2 separate regions of the Mus musculus genome follow, and region 1 is linked to region 2. The links are chromatin contacts, called in public promoter capture Hi-C maps. All regions are on one chromosome and are shown on one strand. The core of a region is the stretch at or near the end of the contact, and the rest is flanking DNA. Distances in the headings are between cores, read along the strand shown.

Evidence for each region. Capture Hi-C pulls out chosen DNA fragments and counts their contacts.
Region 1: a contact with region 2 is called in a promoter capture Hi-C map of pancreatic islet. The contact joins the promoter of Xkr8 here to the promoter of Themis2 in region 2. A contact is called at or near these places in 2 of 39 promoter capture datasets (maxillary cranial neural crest and second pharyngeal arch cranial neural crest), 3 of 484 Hi-C or Micro-C datasets (bone marrow-derived macrophages, embryonic stem cells and natural killer cells), 11 of 115 datasets of contacts at active chromatin or transcription factors (the 230-238 cell line, CD8 T cells, the HPC-7 cell line and 5 more) and 5 of 9 other capture datasets (adipose tissue, bone marrow-derived macrophages, embryonic stem cells and 2 more).

Annotation. Positions count from the first base shown.
Region 1 is chr4:132,729,106-132,735,249 of GRCm38.p6, forward strand. It overlaps Xkr8 (X-linked Kx blood group related 8), which reads right to left and starts at 3,441. Exons shown (of 3, transcript NM_201368.1): 1 at 3,068-3,441; 2 at 1,771-1,967. The coding sequence starts at 3,360. Smpdl3b (sphingomyelin phosphodiesterase, acid-like 3B) reads right to left here. Exons shown (of 8, transcript NM_133888.2): 8 at 3,861-4,654. The coding sequence ends at 4,289.
Region 2 is chr4:132,794,167-132,799,920 of GRCm38.p6, forward strand. It overlaps Themis2 (thymocyte selection associated family member 2), which reads right to left and starts at 2,198. Exons shown (of 6, transcript NM_001033308.2): 1 at 2,094-2,198. The coding sequence starts at 2,187.

The DNA.
Region 1 (6,144 bases), core at 2,191-4,690, 64 kb before region 2:
TATCCACTCAGCAGGAGTTTACTGATAACCTACTGCGTCCTCGGAGCCCACTTGTAGCCTGATATCAAAGCTCTATTTATCCCCATCTCTTAACTATTTGCCAACTCCTTACCCTACAAACCCCAGCCCAAATAAATTCTGGGGCTACCCACCCACCTAGATTCCACTCTGCTGTCAGAGGCCTCTGTAACAACCTACCTACCCCATTAACCCAATTACCTCCTTTTTTAGTTTGATGATCCCCACCCCCCACCCCCATCCCCAAGACAAGGTTTCTCTGTGTAGCCCTGGCTGTCCTGAAACTCACTCATTAGACCAGTCTAGCCTAGAAATCAGAGATTCATCTGCCTCTGCCTCCCAAGTGTTGAGATTCAAGGCCTGCACCATGATGGCCTGACCTTTATTCTACCCTCGAGCTCCTGGAGGGTAGAAAACTTATTCTGCTTATCTGGATTCTCCAGGTGGCCCAAAGCATGGTACATAAATGTCTGCTCCATCAAAAGTAGAGAAAAGCCTGTCTCCTCAACAGTGTAGACCATCTCAACCTGACTCTGATCTCAAACAAATGTCAAGTTCCTAGCAAGTGCTGAGAAAGGGCAGCCACCTTTCTGCACACCTCCCTCTTATGTGACATAACATGACGGCAAGTGATGACAAGACAGGTTCCTTGGAGAGCCACTGCAGAATGAGGAATGAAGTGATGGGCAACAGAAAGGGGTGGCCTGGGCTTTCAATAAGGTGTGAGGCAGACCGTTGCTTAGGCTCAGGCTGGGCCCGTGGCCTTGAGGAAGTCTCTCCCAAGGCTTCTCACTGTAAGATTCCTCTGAGGGTTTAGGGGGCCCTGCCACCTGCCTCTTCTGGTCAATTGGTACACCTAGTGTAACTATTTGTTTTAAGGCTACTGGCTGGGTGGAGGATCTGTAGATCTTGTTCACAGCTGCGTCCCCAGCAGAGTGACAAAGAAGAAATGAGTATATGAAGGCACTCTGTGGGGATCAAATGATGTCTTGAGTGGATGTGTATTACCGACGCATGCACAACCATGTCAAGGACGCCATTGCCTCAGTCCCATGGGGATGACAGAGACCCCTGGTCTAAGCATAAATGTTTAGAAACAGCTGTCCTGCCAGGCGTGGTGGCACACGCCTTTAATCCCAGCACTTGGGAGGCAGAGGCAGGCAGATTTCTGAGTTTGAGGCCAGCCTGGGCTACAGAGTGAGTTCCAGGACAGCCAGAGCTATACAAAGAAACCCTGTCTCAAAAAATAAAAAAGAAAGAAAGAAAGAGAGAAAGAGAAACAAACAAAGAAAGAAAGAAAGAAAAGAAAAGAAAAAAGAAAAGAAAAGAAAAGAAAAGAAAAGAAAAGAAAAGAAAAAAGAAAATTCCTCCTTAATAAATAAAATAAGAAATGGAAAGCAATTGAGAAATACACCTGACACTGACCTCTGGTTTCTGCATGTACCTGAAAATGCACACAAACTTGTACATATACACATGCACACAAGACCCTGTACTTTATATGCATGCAATTCCCCACATTTCATCTTCCCCTAACTCCCAAGGATAGACACATTTATTCCGCCCAGTGCTCGGATGAGAACCAACGAATGATGGTTTGAGTCACTGTTCCAAGCTCATGCAGCTTGAATCCAGACCAGCTGCCTATCACTCAGGCACCCTCTTTTTTTTTTTTTTTTCCCCCTAAGAGTGAGAACACCTGCAGAGGAGAGAAGAGTCGGCAAAAGTGACAGCCCTGGGCCCAGCACTCACACTGGTAGTATTCCGCCTGGCCATTCTGCAATACAATTGCCAGCACCAGTGTGAGCTGTGGCGTCGCCTCCAGGAAGCTCTCGAAAAGCTTCAGCATGCTGATGTCCAGGGAGAGAAAGTCTGCGTAGGCCAGGTCACACTCGGATGGCATCTCCTGGTAGCACATGGACAGCCCTTGATGCATTCCGTGCAAACACCTAGGCAGGACACACAGGTGCCCGGAGGGCCAGGTCAACCTTCTGTGACGTCGTCCATCTCCTACAGCTGAGTGCACAGAGGCAGACTTCAATCCTAGCTTGTCACTTAAAAGCTACGGAACCTGGAGCAAGCCACCTAACTAACCTCATGGAACTTGCTTCCTCGTCCGTAAAGTGGGGCAAACTCAACTTCTACTCTTGCTGGTCAGGTACGATCCCAGGCGCATCACAACCCTGTCCTACCTACTCACAAGAGCCCCATTTCAGAGATGGGAGATGGAATTAAGAAGTAAACAGGAGGGGCCTGAGAGAGGGCTTAGCTGTTAATCGCATCCACTGCTCTTGTGGAGGACCAGAGTTTGGCTCCCAGCACCACATGAGGTGCCTCGCCTGTAACTCCAAGGGATCCAACACCTTCTTCTCTTGGGGCCTGCCTGTAATAACTCTCCTTCGCAGTCATCTGAGCTGTACTCAAGATGATACAATTGTTCAGGCAAAATGCAAACATTCAAGAGGTCCCTCCCCGCAAGCTGGAGACTATATACAGCTTTCCCAAGATCTGAGACTTCCACAAGATTCCGGATCCGGCCACCCTAGCCCAGCCTCACCCACACCATGAAGCCCTGCCTTCATCACAAGATTCTGAGCCCTTGATTTCGCTTTCTCCTATCTAACAACCCAAGGGACTAGTCACAGTTTGGGGGCGGGGGAGAGGCGGGGAAGAAAAAGTTCTCAGGCCAGCACTTGCGCCAGGGATTGTCTGTCTCACTGTCCTCACTTTAGACTGACCCTGGGTCCTTCCCAGTTGAGAAAAGCACACACCATCCACATATATTTTCCAAGAACCAGTCTATGTCTACTCCTGGCTGACTCCGGGGACACGGATGAGTCAAGCCGGACCCTCTTCAGTCCTTGACGGGGAAGCAAACGTTCGCAGAAGACAGAAATGAACAAGAAAGGTGAGGGGCATCTCTGACTCCAAGACCCTGATGTTCCCTTCCTCTGTTCCTGGCCCTGTGTTTTCATCTCCGCCCAAGGAAAGAAGACTGAACTGGTTCTGATGGCTGTCAACCCACTTTTTCAAAGGGCCGGGCACTCACCTATACAGGTAGCCGAGCTGCAGCAGGTGCAGCAGAGCCAGGAAAGGACGCGAGAGCTGCGAATGGTGCAGCTCGGTGGGATCAGCTGTCAGCCAGAGCCAGCTGAAGAGCTGCAGCAGCACCGAAGCTTGGCCCAGCAGGACCAGTACCAGCGCGGCCCACAGATAACGGCCAAGGAGCACGTACTGGACAACGGCCCACAGGTCAGCGACCAGATCCAGCAGGAAAGACAAGATACTCACCAGGCCTACGACCACGTCTAAGGCCACATGGTGGTGCACGGACAGAGGCATGATCCTCTCCAAGCAACCACACAACCGCGGACCTGCCCTCCCGCCCCGCTAGTCCGGCAGGAAGGGGGCGGGGCAGTCGTCCGGGAGGCTGGGCTGCTGGGCGGAACTTCCCCATCTCGCCCCGTCCGGGGTGGAGCGAGCCCGCGGCCCCGCCCCTACACTGGCCCCACCGCCCAGACCCCGCCCCCAGCCTGCCCTGTGCAGAGCTAGGCCTCTACTGGTTTGGATTCTGCTTTTTGTTTTGTTTTTCTTTTTTGTTTGTTTTTTGTTTTTGTTTTGCGAGACAGGGTTTCTCTGAATAGCCCTGGCTGTCCTGAAACTCACTCTGTAGACCAGGCTGGCCTCGAACTCAGAAATCCGCCTGCCTCTGCCTCCCAAGTGCTGGGATTCCACCACCCCCGGCTTGAATTCTGCTTTTGAGTCTCAAGGAAACAAGAGTGGCTATTAAGAAAGACTAGAGCCTTAGAGTTACCGGCCGCAGCTGTGATCCCTCACGGTTGCACTGTTGCAAAACCAAATCAAAAAAGTCTTTTATTTAAAAGTACTAAGGGGTTTTGCACACCACGTACGTTCCCAGTTCAGACCTTGAGCAGGGACTACATCGAAAGCACAGAATCTCCAAGGCCCATCTTCCCGTCGGCTCACTTCACTGTGGTGATCAAGTTCATGGTGGTTTGATATGTTTGTATTAAAGCGAATAATGCACCAAGACATGTACCGCAAACAAGTTTTGTGGATAAAACATGAAACTTGGAAGAAATTGTGCTTCTTAGCGCCCTCTCTGGTGAATCCAGGTGTCCCATCCCACTTTACTCTCCGCGGGGGGAGACTGATGGCAAAAGTTCATCTCTCTCCATTGGGTAACGTTGCCCAATTTTACCAGGAGAAAGATGAACCAAGTCAGTGGGTGGGCTGGCAGTGCCTACAGTCATAACACCTCCAGTACGTGCAGGCTTGGCAGCAGAGTCAGTATGAGCAGGAAACCAGGCACCAGCTTGGCACCAAGACCATGCAAGCAGGTAGCATAAGTGTTGAAAGCCACGTGTTGTATAGCACAAACGTGCTCGATGCGGCAGCTGTCCTCACAGGTCAAATGGTTGTAGCTGACCGAGTTATAGACGTAATAACGTTGCAGGATGTGAGGCTCACTGGCAATGCGGGTCAGCGCCGTGTGCATGGAGCTGACGCTGGCATCCGGCACCTGGTAGGCCTCCGTCAGGCGGTACTCCTGCTCCCACCGTGGGGTCTCTTGTACATTCGCCTGCCTCAGGTTCAAGAAGTAAGTCACCAAGTCCTGGATTAGAGGCGCAGGGTATGTCAGCAACGAGCAGTTGATTCGTTCTGCCCACAACCCAACTTCTCCCCAGGCGCTCTAAATCGATCAAACAGCCGCTGTTTGTTACCCTGAGCTTGGTTCCAATGAGGTGACTGCATCTGAACCCCCATTTTCCTGGTGAAGACATGGAGGCCTTAAAGAGGTCGTTATGGTTTGAATCTGAAGTGCCCCCCCGCCCCCCCTCCCTTCATTTTGAATGTTTGTTTCCCAACCACTGTAGCATTTTTAGGTAGTGGATTCCAGCTGGCAAAAGGAAACCTTTGAACCTGGTTCTGGATCCTGCCCAGTGGCGATATGAGGGGCTCCTGATACATTGCCACAGTGCTTCGGCACCATTAACTGCCAGGCCTTCACAGGTTGGTATAGCAATCACAGCATTGCAAAAGTAATGTTGCCTTCTCGGGGTCTGCGAGCTTTCAGGGGCAGGGCGGGATTAGGACGCAGAATGTTCACCTCACTACGGGTATGAGTTTCCTGTTCTGCCAAACTGGTAGGCACCACGCGCTCTTCACAGACGCTCTAATGCTCAGGAAATCTTCACAGAGTGAAGGGGAATAAAAATGGTGGTGGAGGAGGTGGGAAGGTGGGGGAGGCGGCAGCGGGGTGGGGGTGGGGGTTGCCTGGCTGGCGGATGTTATGAAATTGTAGCTGATAAAGGTTTCCCGTTCAAAGACTCAGCAGTGCCTTCAGACAGGCCGGTAAGAGGAGCTGGGTGAATGGGTGGGACCTGCATGTGCCAGGCACATGGCATTGTTGCACTAAGTCCCCTCAGTCCTGTGACTTTCCAGGGTACAGAGAAAGCAGTGAATCGAGCGTGTAGACAATAGGCTAGACTCTTACAAATCCTCAGGCCTGGGGCCAACAAGATGGATCCCTAAAATCCACACAGTGGAAGGCATGACAGATAGAAGGCAAGAACTAACCTTGTCAAGTCACACACACACACACCAGTTTTCTCTTTCTTTCTTTCTTTCTTTCTTTCTTTCTTTCTTTCTTTCTTTCTTCCATTCCTCAGACGGGAGCAGAAGACATGGCTTTGTGTTTAAGAGTACTTTTTAAAAGATTTACTTTATGTAGAGAGAATATGCTGTATATTGTATGGATGTATCACCTGTCAATTAGAAGACCTATGGCCTATAGGAGAGGGTAGAGTAGAAGGTGGGACATCCAGGAGGCAGAAAGAATTCTGGGATAAAGACAAGCGGGAGAGGTTTGACCAAGGAAGATCACATGGTACCTGAGCACAGGTAACCAGCCATGTGGCAGAATGTTGATTAAAATAAATGGGTTAATTTAAATCATATCTAGTCAGAGAAGAGCCTAGCTCTACAGGCAAGGCATTTGTAAATATATCTTGAGTCTGAGTTTCTGGGAGCAAGGGGCTGGGAGGAAGAACCAGGACCTAAGTACAATTTAATTTTTAATTTTGTGAGGCAGCGGATATGCAC
Region 2 (5,754 bases), core at 948-3,447:
GGCACTTCACTGCCCTGAGGACGCGTGACTGCCCTTCCGGAACGGGCCAGCAGTTTCCCTTTTCTAAAAAAATATCAACAGCAGTTTCTCCTTCCTAAAAGTGATAGCTCAGAGAGGTGGCGTCAGCTCCTCCAATGATTGGTAAAGAGGAAGGGTAGGAACTCAGGCTCACCCTTGGCTGAACAGGGAGTGCCGGGTCAGCCTCAAAATGAACAGAAAAGAGCCAGCAAGATATCGTAAAGACCCTTCCCTTCCTAAGTCCCACATGGTGGAGGAAGAAGAAAACAAAAGTCCTGTGACCTTCACATTCATACCGTGACACATGCGTGCCCCCCCATCAATCAATCAATCAATCAGTCAATCAATGTAAACAAAGGCTCGGAAGACCAGCTGTGGTGGTACATATCTGTAACCACAGAACTCTTACTCTGGAGAAGTCTGAACTACACAAGAAGAATTTGTCTTAAACGGAAAGAAAGAAAAATGCTAAGGATCTTAGCTAAGAACTAGCTAGAGTGTTAGTAGTCTAGGATGTAAGATGGCCCAGGTCCCATCTGCAGCAGGGCAGGTAATGTGGGGGTGGGAGGAGGGGGAGGTGAGGGTGGCTGGAGGCAGAACATGGGGTATCAACCTCCAAAACTGGAATCCCATGTGGTCAGGAATTCTACCACACCTTGCCCCATAGGGTCATCTACCTTCCCGTTCACCTCATTTGCATACCGACACTCTGTGACATCCGTCTGTCCTCACGTCACCCCAAGTCCTTCCACTTCCCATCACCCCAGGTCATAGCAGATGAGGAAACTCGGGTATTGTGACACAGGTAAGCAAGAGACGCTGGGAGGATGTTCTGAGCTGGAGAAAAGAATGACCAGGCTCCCAGAGTCCCACTTCAGGGACCCATCAGATTCCGATGGACCAGAGAGACTCACTGTGGTGGCCCTTGTGTGATCCTCCTAGGTCAGTCTATAACCCGCTTGGCCATCAGAACACTTTGCTGGCAGCTGCTGTGGCAGAGCCTGGCTCGCTCACTCCAGGGAGTAGAATGAAGCAGGCATCCATGAGACAGCTTGCTGTCTGAGGGAGGAGCCCTGAATCTCAGCATCTCCCTCCACTCTCGCCTCTGCCCTCCACAGAGCAGCCCGGTCGGTCCCTTTTCTTCCCTCCCTTACCCAAGTGGTCAGTCCCTGGTCACATGTTATTTGGCCAGTAACTGGTGGCTGTGTCCTGATATGGCCATCTCTTCTCTGCTATGGGTTGCGGAAAGCCATGGGCAAGGAGCAAATGTACAGGCAAAAAGCGGGGAAGGATCCCCCTGGTAGGAGGACCACTCCATCTGAGAATCCAGCAGAGGAACAGAGAGACTCAGAGGCAAGGAGCAGAGAGTTCAGCGGGAGGGCTGATCTGGTGCTAAAATAACGAACTGGAATATATCTTAGTGGTGAGAGCTCAGGGTCCTGGGTTGGATCCTTGCAGAAAGGGAAAGAAGATAATAAAAGAGAACGGAGGGAGGGAGCAAGAAAGAAAAATGAACAGTGAACCAGGCATGGCAAATTCAGGCAGAGGCAGACGGATCGCTGCAAACTTAAGGCCAGCCTGGGCTACAAAACAAGGTCCTCTCAGAACAACCCCAATAACGACAGTGAGCACCCTAGTGCCTGTCTGAAACGATGGACGAGTTATCCCCACTTATTTGTCCATTTATTGTTATAATTGTTCTTGTTGCTTGAGACAGGATTTCCTAGGCTGTTCAGATCGCTCCTGCCTAGCTGCCACACAATTTCTGTTAGCATTACCGAGGAGCCTCAGTTGAGAAAAAGCCTGAGTTAAACTCAGGACTTCTCATCACCCATGGGACAAAAGCTGAAGAGCAGGGAGGTGGCGCCTTTTGGTGCGGATTCATAAAACTTCGGACAGCAGCGTCTGAACTCAACCCCAGATCCCTCAGGGTCTAACTCTGTAGCCCAAACTGACCTGCAATCACTTTATAGAACAGGCTAGCTTCGAACTCATCCTCCCGCCACAGCTCCCCAGTGTTGGCATTACAGGCATGACCCATCATACCTAGCTCCTTCCACCCAGAGCCCGCTCACCCTCAAAGTAGACTCCGGAGCAGACCCGCAGCACGCGCGGAAGGGAGGTGGGGTCCAGGCCGCTCACAAAGTCCTGCAGCGGCACCGGCTCCATGGTCGCGTTCCGACTAGATTTGCTCAGACTGATCGGCAGCTTGCAGAGGACAGTCCGGAAGCCACGCCCACCGAGGCCACGCCCCTCAGGTCGGGAGCCCTACAGGGTTCTCTGAAGCGCCCCGAACTCTTGAATGGGGACTTTATTTCCCCTGACCTGTCTCTTCATCTCTAAAATTGAATCTTTTCTTAAGGTTTCTAATGTGATAAAACACCATGACCAAAAGCAACTTGGGGAGGGAAGGGTTTATTATCTTACAACTCTGGGATCACAGAGGTTAGTCAGAACAGAAACTCCGGACAGATAGAGAGAGATAAAGGGACTGGGACTGGTACAAGCCATAAAGAAACACAGCTTACTGGTTTGCTCAGTTTGCTTTCTTACACAACTCAGGACCACCTGCCCAGGGTTGGCACTACCTACACCCTATGGGCTGGGCCCACCCACACCAATCATAAGTGGAGAAAATGCACTACAGGCTTGCCTACAAGCAGTCTGATGGAGGCATTTCTCAACAGAGGTTCCCAGATAATTCTAACTTGGGTCAAATTGACCAAAGAACAACCAGGACAATTCCCACACCTTTCTTTACTTGGCTCCATCGAACAGATCTAACATCAAGACTTGATAATTTTTTTTTTTTTTTTTTTTGAGACAGGGTTTCTCTGTATAGCCCTGGCTGTCCTGGAACTCACTTTGTAGACCAGGCTGGCCTCGAAGTCAGAAATCCGCCTGCCTCTGCCTCCTGAGTGCTGGGATTAAAGGCGTGTGCAGTTACACCTGGCAAGACTTGATAATTTGATACCCAGAGGTCTGGTGTGTGTGTGTGTGTGTGTGTGTGTGTGTGTGTGTGTGTGTGTGTATGTATGTGTGTGTGTGTGTGTGAGAGAGAGAGAGAGACAGAGAGAGAGACAGAGACACAGAGAGACAAAGACACAGAGACACAGAGACACAGACACAGACACAGAGACATAGAGACAGACCCGAGACAGAGACAGACAGAGAGAGTATCCCTTAGCACAAATTGTACTTAAATTACTGTGTAGCTGAAGATGACCTTGAACTTCTGATCTTCCTTCTTCCACCATCTAAAATGAGTGTGGTCACACACACTTTATTAGATGCTGAGGACTAAACCTAGGGCTTCATGGATTCAAAGCAAACACTCTACTAAGTGAGCTGCATCCTCTGCCTTGTTTTGGGTTTTTGAGGCAGGATTTCACATAATCCACTGTGTAGCTGAGAATGGCTTCCTTAGACTCCTGATGCTCTTGATGCCTCCTCCTGCCAGGTTCTGGAATAACAGGCATGTACCATTTAACTACCTCAGACCATGAAGATGTTGAACAGATAAAAACGATCCCACTTCCCCAGCTGAGATGTGCCCCCAGATGCCTCTTCCACAGTACTCCAAGTTCAAACAAGGTACACAGCTCCCTAGTGTAGTTGGGGTCTCTTAGGACATACACACCCTTACCCTTTGGGTCTGAGGAAGAAGACATGCCTTGTCTATCCCCAGATACACCTCTGTCTGGACACCTCTAGTGATGCAGAGATGGCTACCGATCTCTCTAGGACACTCAAGTCCTCTGATATAGGTAAGTAAAAATGGTGCCGTGGCACAGGCTGTGATCCCAGCACTTGAGAGGCTCAGGATTCAAGTCATCCCTGGGTTACAAAGAACATGGTCGTCATGAGAGCCTAGCTTAAAAACGGAATGCAGTTTCTCCTAATGCCTTGTCTTCTGTTTTCGGAAATAAGATGAAATGGAAACTGACTTCCTTGTGGCTGAAAAAAAAAATGTGTAAGTAGAAAAACAGAAGTTCTCATGGCTCCAGGGAACCCTGGTGGTGAAGGGCTGTCTACTGTCTCTCAACTGTTTTCTAGACCTTTCCATGATGGATTGAATATTTTTCATATTAACAGGTACTGTGAACAGCTCACCAAGGGTCACTGGACATGGAGGAGATCACCAGGAATACCTCCATCTTCACAGCACTACTGCAGGGGTGGAAGAGGAGAGGCAGGGAGGGGGATGAAACGATGAGGGAGCACAAGAGAGGAGGAGAGGAAGGAAGAAAGGGAGGAAGGGAAAACAAAGAAGGCGGAGGAAGGGAGGAGGCTCCTGCACTCAGGGATGCTTAGGGAACTGTGAAGCTGAGAACACAGGATTTCTGGGGGCTTATCCTGTTGTCTTTTTTTTTTTTTTTAAGATTTACTTATTATAGCCGGGCATGGTGGCTCATGCCTTTAATCCCAGCACTCAGGAGGCAGAGGCAGGCAGATTTCTGTATTCGAGGCCAGCCTGGTCTACAAAGTGAGTTCCAGGACAGCCAGGGCTATATAGATAAACCCTGTCTCGAAAAAAAAAAGATTTATTTATTATTATAGATAATATTATATTATTACACTGTTGCCATCTCCAGACACACTAGAAGAGGGCATCAAATCTCATTACAGGTGGTTGTGAGCCACCATGTGTTGCTGGGATTTGAACTCGGGACCTTCGGTGGAGCAGTCAGTGCTCTTACCTGCTGAGCCATCTCTCCAGCCCCCTCCTGTTGTCTTTATATTCTTATTCTTTTTTTTTTAAAGATTTATTTATTTATTATATGTAAGTACACTGTAGCTGTCCTCAGATACTCCAGAAGAGGGCATCAGATTGCATTAAGGATGATTGTGAGCCACCATGTGGTTGCTGGGATTTGAACTCTGGACCTTCGGAAGAGCAGTCGGGTGCTCTTACCCACTGAGCCATCTCACCAGCCCTAGATTCTTATTATTATTATTATTATTATTATTATTATTAATTTATTTATTTGTTTATTTTGTTTTCTTTGAGACAGGGTTTCTCTGTGTAGCACTGGCTGTCCTGGAACTTACTCTGTAGACCAGACTCACCTCAAATTCAGAAATCTGCCTGCCTCTGCCTCCCGAGTGCTGGGATTAAAGGCCTGTGCTACTACTGCCCAGCCTTTTAATTATTTTTAAATCATTTTGTATTTTATTTTATAATTTTTGAGATGAACTTTGTTGCTCAGGCTGGCCAGAAGCCTCAGTCTTCTAAGTACTGGGATTATAGGCGTGTGCCACCATATTCAGCTCCAGCTTTACTTTTAAAAAAAAATTGAAGAAGGGGCTGGAGAGATGGCTCAGTGGTTAAGAGCACTGACTGCTCTTCCAGAGGTCCTGAGCTCAATTCCCAGCAAGCACATGGTGGCTCACAACCATCTGTAATGGGATCTGATGCCCTTCTGGTGTGTCTGGAAACAGCTGCAGTGTGCTCATATAAATAAAAATAAGTAAATCTTTAAAAAAAAATTGGCTGGGCAGTGATGGCACATGTCTTTAATCCCAGCACTTGGAAGGCAGAGGCAGGTGGATTTCTGAGTTTGAGGCCAGCCTGGTCTATAGAGTGAGTTCCAAGACAGCCAGGGCTACACAGAGAAACCCTGTCTCAAAAAAAAAAAAAAATCCAAAATAAACTGAAAACTGAAATGAATCCTTTTTAGATTTACATATTTTCCCTTATGTGTATGAGTGTTTTGCCAGCATGTGTGTCTTGCA